2 separate regions of the Gossypium hirsutum genome follow, and region 2 is linked to region 1. Evidence: chromatin contacts called from public Hi-C data. All regions are on one chromosome and are shown on one strand. Each heading gives the region's core, a stretch centred on a gene start, on an enhancer-like site or on the middle of the called end of the contact. The rest is flanking DNA. Distances are from core to core; before and after follow the strand shown. Region 1 overlaps LOC107928740 (a long non-coding RNA gene). Region 2 holds the start of LOC107935860.

What was found. Hi-C and Micro-C count contacts between places; a contact is called where the count stands out from the background.
Region 2: a contact with region 1 is called in a Hi-C map of leaf, with 2.6 times the contacts expected there. The contact joins the promoter of LOC107935860 here to the enhancer-like site in region 1. A contact is called at or near these places in 9 of 34 Hi-C or Micro-C datasets (callus, leaf and petal).

Annotation. Positions count from the first base shown.
Region 1 is chrA12:9,241,229-9,246,230 of Gossypium_hirsutum_v2.1, reverse strand. It overlaps LOC107928740 (a long non-coding RNA gene), which reads right to left. Exons shown (of 4, transcript XR_001692703.2): 3 at 4,491-4,552; 4 at 2,888-3,206. Among protein-coding and RNA genes, the nearest start is that of LOC107928740, 3.8 kb to the right of the region's middle. Within about 2 kb of position 3,085, at least 4 of the 9 cell types and tissues checked have an H3K27ac peak or open chromatin away from gene starts, as enhancers often do. A contact at or near this core is called in leaf, where this site is marked.
Region 2 is chrA12:9,355,876-9,360,877 of Gossypium_hirsutum_v2.1, reverse strand. LOC107935860 reads left to right here and starts at 2,598. Exons shown (of 10, transcript XM_041082651.1): 1 at 2,598-2,883; 2 at 3,472-3,523; 3 at 3,950-5,002. The coding sequence starts at 4,079. It also overlaps the pseudogene LOC107922147.

The DNA of each region.
Region 1 (5,002 bases), core at 1,836-4,335:
TTCATACATGTCAATTACACAATTTAATTCACATACACAACATTCAATTCAAAATATAAATATAATTTAGCTACATGAACTTACCTCGACAATGTTCGTGCACACAAAAGTTACTAATCCACTACTTTCTGTTTTCCTCGGTTTAACTCTGTATTTGGTCTATCTGGATTTAATTAAGCCAAATAAGTCTTGCTAGAACTCAACACCATAGCTAGGGTTTCAATGTCTTTTAATTTGGAGAAAGATGATATAAAATGATGATATTTCTATTTAATTAAAATATCATCTTTTATTATTTCATCTTTTCAATTTAGTCCTTTTCTTTATTTAATTTTCTACTGATGACTAAGCATACTTATCTACAAAATCCTCTAAATGGTTTATTTTCCATATAAGGAACTTAAATTTTGAATTCTATAGCTATTTGATACCTATAGCTACTAGAACTCAACTTTTGCATTTTATGCAATTTGGTCCTTTCCATCTAATTAGACATGCAATCGGTAAAATTTTCTTAATGAAATTTTTATACGACATTTCTATCATAATGCAGACCATGCAATAATAATATTAAAATAATTTTCCTTTCGGACTCGGATTTGTGGTCCCAAAACCACTGTTTCGATTTCACTGAAAACGGGCTATTACAGCCCAACACTCAACAAATTTGACGAGGACTAAAGAACAAGACCATACATATAATAAATAATTTATTATTTATAAAATAAAACTAAAAAAAAAGAGAAAAAAGGCTAATCGTGTTTGTGGGCTTTTCAAAAAAAATATTTACAAAATTATTATTTTAATAAATAAATTTCATGTTAGAAAAAAGAAAAAAATGGGTGTTCATTTATTTATAATTTTATTTGTAATTTTTATCAAAAATGAACTTTAAATTTTTTTATTTTTTAAAGGTTTTTTCATTTTCATTTTTAAAATTTTAAGATTAATCAAGACTGAATTGACATATTGTGTTAAGTTGAGGGTTAAATTTGTTGAATTTTTTGAATTAGGACCAAATTGATAGAAGGCTAACTTTGTTATTATGCCAATGAAGAAATGGCCATGTCAACATTCTGTTACTGATTTAATGAATGAGTGACTGAAATATTAAATTACGATAACATTAGTGATTAAAATAGTAATTTTTAAACTTAAGTGACTAAAATATAAACACGCTAATAATTAGTTGACTATTTATATAGTTTACCCTGGTTATATATATATATACACACACACATGTGTGTATTAACAATTCTAGTAATAGTTATATACTATGGGAGGGATCCACTTACACTATACTCTTTCGTATCTCTTTGTACGATTAATATTTTAATTATTCAACTGTCACATATAAATCATGCATGTCAAATTTGATGTAAATTAAAAATTTTATAACTATTTCTTTTATGTAAAAAAATTAAATTGTTTAACAAATATATATATATATATAGTATTATCATATTATGTAATAGTGTATCATCTATTACAGTTAGCGGACTAAAACCGATTTAACTGACCCAATCAAGTCAATTCAGTCAAATCGATTGGTAAATTAGGTTTTGATTTTGGACCAATTAATAGTTATATATATGTATGTATTAATGGTTTTAAAATATATTATTACTCTATATAATACTATATCACATACTATAATAGTTATATATAATATATTAATTATCATTATATATTATTGTTTATTATAATGGTTGAAAACACTCTAATACTCTTTTGTATATTTGAAAGTTAGCTCTCCTACTATATTATATAATATTATATCATATCATATATAATATATTAATAGTTTATATATATGCATTGATAGTTAAACATTATAACATTATATAATACTATATCACATACTAAAATAGTAGCATAATATAGTAGTTATTAATTATCATTATTTATTATTATACTAATTAAAATATGTTTTAAATTCATTTACTCTAAATTTATATGCTTTTTGTTTATTTGAAAGTTGGCCCTACTATGATACAGCACCCAGTATACTACGTGTGTGATGATGGATGCTAGGGAACTTACTCTTTTCAACCCTTGCTTAAACCAAAATGGCAAGGGTTCCCACCCACAAAATGGCGAGGGGTGAGAACAAAAAATTTTGGTTCCTTAATAGCTTTCAATTATGTTTGACAAGTTCTTTTAGTTGGCAAGGGTGCCAATTAATAATTGGCGATTATGCATTAATTATTGATGCAAAGTTTGGTTGGTAATCGTATTGATCGATTCATTTTGTTTAGAATAAGTGGAGAGTCAAAAATATATGTTGGTTGAGTTTAGTAAAGAAGTTGGGACCTGGAACTTATTTAGTTGATGGGTTTTTCTAGGAAAATGGAAATAAAAAAGATGGAGAGTAAAGATGAAGCCAGAACAATCTTTTAAGAGGACCGAATAAAATTTTAATTTTTTGTAGTCTATATTTTTATAAATTTTAAAAGATTTAATTGAAATTTTATAATTTTAAGAAGACAAAAATATAATTTTATCTTTACTAATTTTAAATATTTAAAAAAATTAAATACATAAATAATAATTTTACATTTTAAGAGTCGGTATCCATAACAGCTCCTTAGATTCACCACTAATGGAGAGAGGAGAGGAGAGGAATGATCCCTAAAAATGAAATCTTTAATGATGTACTCGTATAATGACACTTATTATGGTATAAGGTAATTATAGGATAGTATTGATGTTATATATAGCAATACTAATAGAATACCGACAAGCATGAAGCAACCGCTGTGAATTAGTTTCAGTTTCAATTATTGTCATGTATAATATATAGTTTAGTGTTGGGGTTTGAAATGTTTGCACCAAGACATGATTGCAGTTGAAGAAAAACTGAAGTGCTTCGTAGATGCATAGTCAGTGGTTAAAATCATATTCGATTAATAGGAAATATAATAATAGAATATTTTATTTGAAATCGTGGCTCGATCGTCTAAAAGAAAACAAAAGACTGCTGTGGTATCAGTAGATACGTGGCCGACAATCCCTTATATCTCTAACCAATCCCAGTCGCCTTGTCTGTTCAAATATTAATATATCAAGCACCGGCCTTCCACATATGATTGTCACTGTGATATAAATAAAGATTGCGCACATGATTTTGGGGCCCATTGGACAGTGGGCTTTAAAAGCTTCCATCCTCGCCTTGGGTCAACCAAATCTGCAGTTGCTATCTACGCCTACAATTATAGATAAAAGAAAAGAATTATTTAATAATTATATTTATTAAAATTTGATAAAAATAACAAATGAGATTTTGATTGAATAATAAAGTTTAAAGGATCAGAATTATAAACATGGATTCAAATCTAATTATATAGGAATATTTTTATATTTTTGTATATAAAAGATTTAGAGTGACAAAAATACCATCAAAATAATATAAGTTACTTTGTAAAGTAAGAATATTCTATTATTATACAATTAATTAGTGGTCGATTGAGTCACGACACTAATTTAATCAAATGTTTATTATATAATATAAATAAATTTAGAAAATTATTGACACTCTTTTTTTTACAAAGTAAATTTTACTATGAAAGTGTTTTATTATATATATAATTTAGAAAAAAAAAATACATGCAACATAGAATTTAAACCTAAAACACTATGCTATTCAATGTCTCAAATTTATCCTTTCAACTAAAATTTTATTTATTTTTAATATAAATATTTTTCAAAAAAATTTCACATGGCCAATTTGCCAATATCCGATTAATATTTAATACATTTCTACAGATTTTCAGTTAAATCACAATGCGGATAAATGAGAATTTTAATAGGGTAAATAAAAATATATAAAAGTCTTAAAAAATAATTTTATTTAAGACTAAATGAAAAGTTTAAGAATTTAAAAAGTGATCAAAATATGCAATTAATGTTTCTATTTTGTATATTGAGAGAACAAATATTATCCCAAAGAGATTAACTGCATCCTAAGAGGGTAACAACTTTTAACAAAGTCACTGAACAAGCAGTACTTAAATTGCTTTCATAATAATATGTCGTTAAAGTGTAACATCCTAAATCTGACCTAGACAGTACGGTCAGATTGTGGAGGTTACATCATTACCTAATGCTTAAGTTTTGGTGAAAACCTCTTCCAACTTTAAGAAAATCCAATTTCATATATCTTATAGAAAACGTATCGATTTTCGAAAACCCGTGAGTATTTTGAGGTAAAACCCCTATTTAATAGCTTTTACTAAAACAGATCCAACTTACGTAATTCTTTACGAAACAAAACATTCTAGCGAATTTCAACAAAATTTGGCTTCGAAACCCTTTTAGCAACTTGGTCTTATTTATCCCTAGTTTATTTTTTGTCGTCTTGTTTTAAATACTGATTAAAAACCATAATTTTTACAGAACCAAACACCAAAATAAAATTTGAAATCCCAAACAAAATTAAAACGTTCCAAAAGTCTGTAAAAGTCCATAAAAAATATCAGTCCGGAACGTACTAAACCAAAAGCGTGGAAACCGAGGTCCTGTATCGCTGTCCAATGCTAAGTCTGAAGATCACCTGAAATGAAACAAACAAACACGTGAACTTTACGCCCAGTGTGTGATATGTCCCACACAAACAAAACAATATAAATATATACCAGAACGTATCATAGCATATCAGATTCCATTTCAGAACATATCTTATACATATCATATCAAATTTCATGTTAGAACATATCTTATAATATATCATCTCATACCACATCCTACTTCCATCCTCTACACACCATCTCCATTCAACCAACCACACCAATTAAAACTACAAGAGTTCATCCGTCCAATCACATTAGTACATGGCAGTACGCCACTCATAAATACGCAGCTGAGCTACCAAAAAGAAATTTGCAATCTAGCCGCTATAATTGCAGTAGATATTGCCATGTAGCATTTCCTCCATCATATCAATCCCACCCCAAAACATAGACAGAATATTGTACATACATATAACTTAGATCGTATGGCATGC
Region 2 (5,002 bases), core at 1,349-3,848, 120 kb before region 1:
AAGATCTGATATAAACTTAAAGCTATAAATCAAGATCTGTCATGTAAAATCATCAAGAACAAAACTAGATGCGGAAGTGCACCTAAATCCATGGATTTCTTGAAATTTTCTGATGTAATGACTTTGATCTTCCAAATTAGCACACAAGTATTTTTGAGAAGGTGACTCTCTCTTTTCTAAAGATGGAATATTAAAAAGTTACGTATAAGTAATTTGAATACCATAAATTTAATATATATAACTTTTGTACATTGGCCCTAATTTCTAATTGATGATTCTAATCAACCCATCATCAATTAGAAATTAGTTATTAGAGTATTTACAAATATTTAGTCCATATTTTATTTAATAACTAAAGCCTAATAAACTTTAACTAAATTAAATCACTTTTAATTTGAACTAATATTTTATAATAATAAATAATAACATGTAATTATTCTTATTATACATATCATATTAATATTTTCTAACATAGTAATTATCTGATGCAAACTTTGATTAATGATTATAGGACCCTCCTACTCTGCTTCTAGCAGTGGAGCCTGAAACATATATTTAGGGATGCAAACCGTGGTATTGATGCCATGGTGCGTAAAGGAAGCAGTCTTCAGCTGCTAACTGCCTTGGATAATTGGATTGTGATCCTTTTGTGAACTATCTTTATGTTTGTAATGAAACACTTGTTGAGCTTAGGTCTATTTCGTTGGCTAATGCCACTAGTTCTATTTTGTATCAAGCCTATGCTACGACGATTTAGTAGTATATGCTCCGCTGGATAAGTAATTATTTACTTTCTTTATCTTTTCACTTGTTTACTTTCTTTCTTTTTCTCCTTACTACTTTTAATCCAAACAGTGTTAAATTATACCCTAATTCTCAGTTTGATAATTATTATTTTTATTAGAAGTGATACTTAAATTATTATTTTATTTATAGTGAATCTTAGTTCAGTGACGAAGTTGAGACCTAGAAATTTTAAAATTTTAGATTCGAGTGTCTCTTTTGAAATGTGTAGGTTTATCTTATAATTAATGTTGTCATTTGAATAAAAAAATAATATCATTTTATCTCATTTTACGTTAAAAATTGCATGGCATTCAATAAACTTGTATTGTGTGTTACAATTTTATTGAAAAATATTATTTTTTAATTATACGAAAACATAATTATTAGTTTAGTTAAAAAATTATGAAAATTACTAATAAAACTACAAATTTAATATGAAATTCTAGCACGTGGGATTGCAAACCTCAAGTTTGTCTATGAAGAGCAGATCTAATTGCGTTAGTGTGTATAATTGATTTCTTCTATTTAATACTAATTGATAGGGCCTAATTGGTAAATATTACAAGATCTTGTGCATTGGAATCCACGGTTATGGACCCATATCCATTAGTACGAAACATTTTCTTTTCCAAGTGAAATCCCCTAATATATGAAAGAGTGAAAAAAGTGATATTCGTTGTTGTGGAATAGGAAGTCTTCGTATATTAATACATGTATTTAATTTATTTGGGACCATTAGAGTGGGATCCACTTTTTGGGGAATATAAGTCGTAGCAATAACAAGAATATTTCTAGTAGAACATCTTTCACAGTCTTTGAAGAGATAGTTCACTAATAGACCGATGGATAAGTAATTTGCCTCTTTCACATCTAGATTATGAATGTTTAGAATCCATATTATGTAAGGAGACATTGCTTTTGGTAGTTCGAATTGGAAAGTAATATAAAATTGGTCTATTTTCGATATCATATCCATAATTAATACATTCATCATAGTTAGAAGTTTTAGACACATTCTGTAATGTCTTTCACTCTGAAATCATTTTTCTATCAAATTATACATTTATTTTGACAAGAAAAAAAATTGAATAAATATACTAGACATGAAAACAGAAAAGGAAAATTATGAGATGTGATGGTTGCTCACTTTATTCATTAACTATGATATTAGGAGTTCAATTTTTACCTAAGAAAATGAAACACGTTTCATGACTTTTATCTTTTTAAAAAATACTCGCAGCTAGAGGATTAGTTACCATGAACACCTTAGTTTCAACATAAAATAAAGAAAAGAATACCAACCATGAGTGAGTCGTCAGCAAAGCTTGTGTAATCTGGAACATTTGCCGGACTTGGCGATCGATAAATCTTAGCCCACAGGATTTGGCCAGGGGTAAATGAGCCCATAAAGCAAAGCTTGAAAAACACGGCCTACTTTACTCTCCATTTCAGTAACAGCCGTCGAAACTGTTTTTGGATAGTTTAGCACTATAATAAAACTGAAAATTAAAATATCAAAGAATTATTTTAAATGATTAAATATTTTTTAAAACATCAAAATTTAATTTAAGAAAAATATAAAATTAAGATAATCGAAATCATAAATTGTTCGCACAGCACTGACCAATTTCAGTCTCACCAACCCATAACCGTCCGTCTCTCACCGCGGGACCCACACCACCTAGATGAACACGCACAAACAAGTGCTCCGTGCATTCTACGCGGTCACCCTGTGCGTCGAGGGCCAAATTGCCGACGTTTTCAAGCAAATTGTAAAATAAAAGGAAGTTAAAAGAAGGGAAAAGAAAAGATTAAAAAAATAATGATTGCCGTGTCGAAAAGGTCGTAAAGAGGCAAAATTTTATAGATCTAGAAAAATACAAAAGAAAAATAAATAGAAAATTTAATAATAGTAAGATCAAAACCAACATATAAGAAAAAAGAAAAAAAGAAAAAGAAAAAGGACATGATAGAGGGAGAAAGAGAGACGACTCTCTAATCACAATCTTCGACGGAGTAAATGAGCGAATTTTAGAGAGAGAAAGTTAATAATCTTCTCCTTTGCTGCTTAAAAGTTCACAGCTTTCCCTTCTTGAGGTAAACATACTCTTTTATTTATTTATTTTATGGATTAGTGTGAGATTTTAGTAAAGTTTATAGCCTTCAATCTGTTTATGGTTTTCAGTTCCGATTCGAATTTATATTTCGATTTGGTTATAGGCGTGGTGATGGTTCTATTTGTACAGAAGTATAGTTTTTTTTAGTGTCTGATCAGTGCTGGAGAGAATATTTAGAGTTCTTTTTTTTTTTTAAAGATTAGACTGCCGACTCTCACTGCATGTTATTATTACTACTTAATTTCGATGTTGTCATTTCAACCATATAAATTATTTGTTTTATCATGGATTTAAGTAAATCGGTATTCAAGTTGGATTTGCCTTGTATGGGATCACACTTTGTGGGATTGATTTAAGTAGTTTCGTGGAATGTTTGTTTGATCTGCACCATTTCCTTCGCATATTTTTCTTGGAATCCGCGTTATTTATAATTCATGTTTAGGGTTCTAGATTTGCTTCAGATGCATTATAACTACTGCTTTGTATCTTCGATTCTTTTGTTTAACTTTGCCCCCCCCCAAAAAAAAAAAGTCTCAGATGTATGATTCAGTTGAAATGTTTTTTACAGCTTCAATTCTGTTCTCTGTTGCGTTAAAAGTTTTATTGAAAGTTGTTAGAAGGTGAGAATCCTAACAGAAAATTAACTTCAAAAATTCTATTATGAGGTTCTCAATTAAATTTAGGGTATTTGTGCTAAATATATGGTATGATCCAAGTGCAAGAATTACTTCTCCCGAAAAATTAGACTGGGTTCATTTATCTTGAAAAATATTGTGCTCTTTATAAGTTGTGGTTTGTATTTAATTCCATTTATGTGCATCAATATAATAATGCAATGCTTGATTGACCTTGTTTGTGAGGTTATTGTCTTTTAAACAAATTGGTTATTTATTAGTGTGGACGGTGTTGTTTCTTAAAATAGTTTATTGTAGTGGAATGGCAGTGCTAGTTTTTTCATTATAAAACTGTGCAAGTGGCTACAGATTGAATTGAGTTGTGTGTTTTTCTCTCAATAACTAATAGTGAATTCTCGTACAACCTTTCAGGCTCAAGTTAAGGTCTTTGCAATGCAAACTTTGCTGTTGGCTATGGCAGAATGCATGTGCTGATATTGCAGTAGCTGTGATAATCATGGCATATTGCCTTGGTTTTTTTTCCTGGAAAATTTTATCTAAATGGAGAGAAATCTAGGAAAAGGCTTAATGGATCAACAGAAGAACCATGAACAAATTCGATACAATAATATGGAAGCTGGAAATGAGACTCTTGAGTCTGCAAACCAAAGATTTTTCCATGATCCATCTAGTAATATTAATACTAACATCCGGCCTCCTGATTATAGTATGACGGCTGGAGCTAGACCAGTTTTGAATTACTCCATTCAGACAGGTGAGGAGTTTGCTCTGGAATTTATGCGGGAAAGGGTAAATCCCCGGCAGAATTTTGTTCAGAATGCTTATGGTGATCCTAACAGTGGACCTCTTTATATGGATCTAAAAGGCATTCTGGGAATTTCTCATACAGGTTCTGAAAGTGGCTATGATATCTCTATGCTGAATACGGTAGAAAAACCCTGTCCCCAGGTGTTTGAGAGAAAGGCCCCTTCTGTGCATGAAGAAAAAAGCTATTATGATTCCATGCGGTCAGTTTCTCAGTCCTCTTCAAGGAATGACATTAGTCAGGGGCATCAAGGTTTTGTATCCAGAAATGCATCGCTTAGCTCCTCTACTAAGGTGAAGTTCCTCTGCAGCTTTGGTGGTAAAATTTTACCACGTCCCCGTGATAGGAAACTTAGATATGTTGGGGGGGAAACACGCATGATTAGATTAAGCAGGGATATTTCCTTTCAAGAGCTTGTTCAAAAAATGTTAGCAATTTATGACCAAGCCCATACAATAAAGTATCAGTTGCCTGGTGAGGATCTTGATGCATTGGTCTCTGTATCATGTGATGAGGATCTGCAGAACATGATGGAGGAATGTAATGTGCTAGAAGAAGGAGGACCCCAGAAACCCAGGATATTCCTTTTCTCTAGTAGTGATTTGGAGGATGCTCAGTATGGCTTGGGCAGTGTAGAGACTGATTCTGAGATGCAGTAT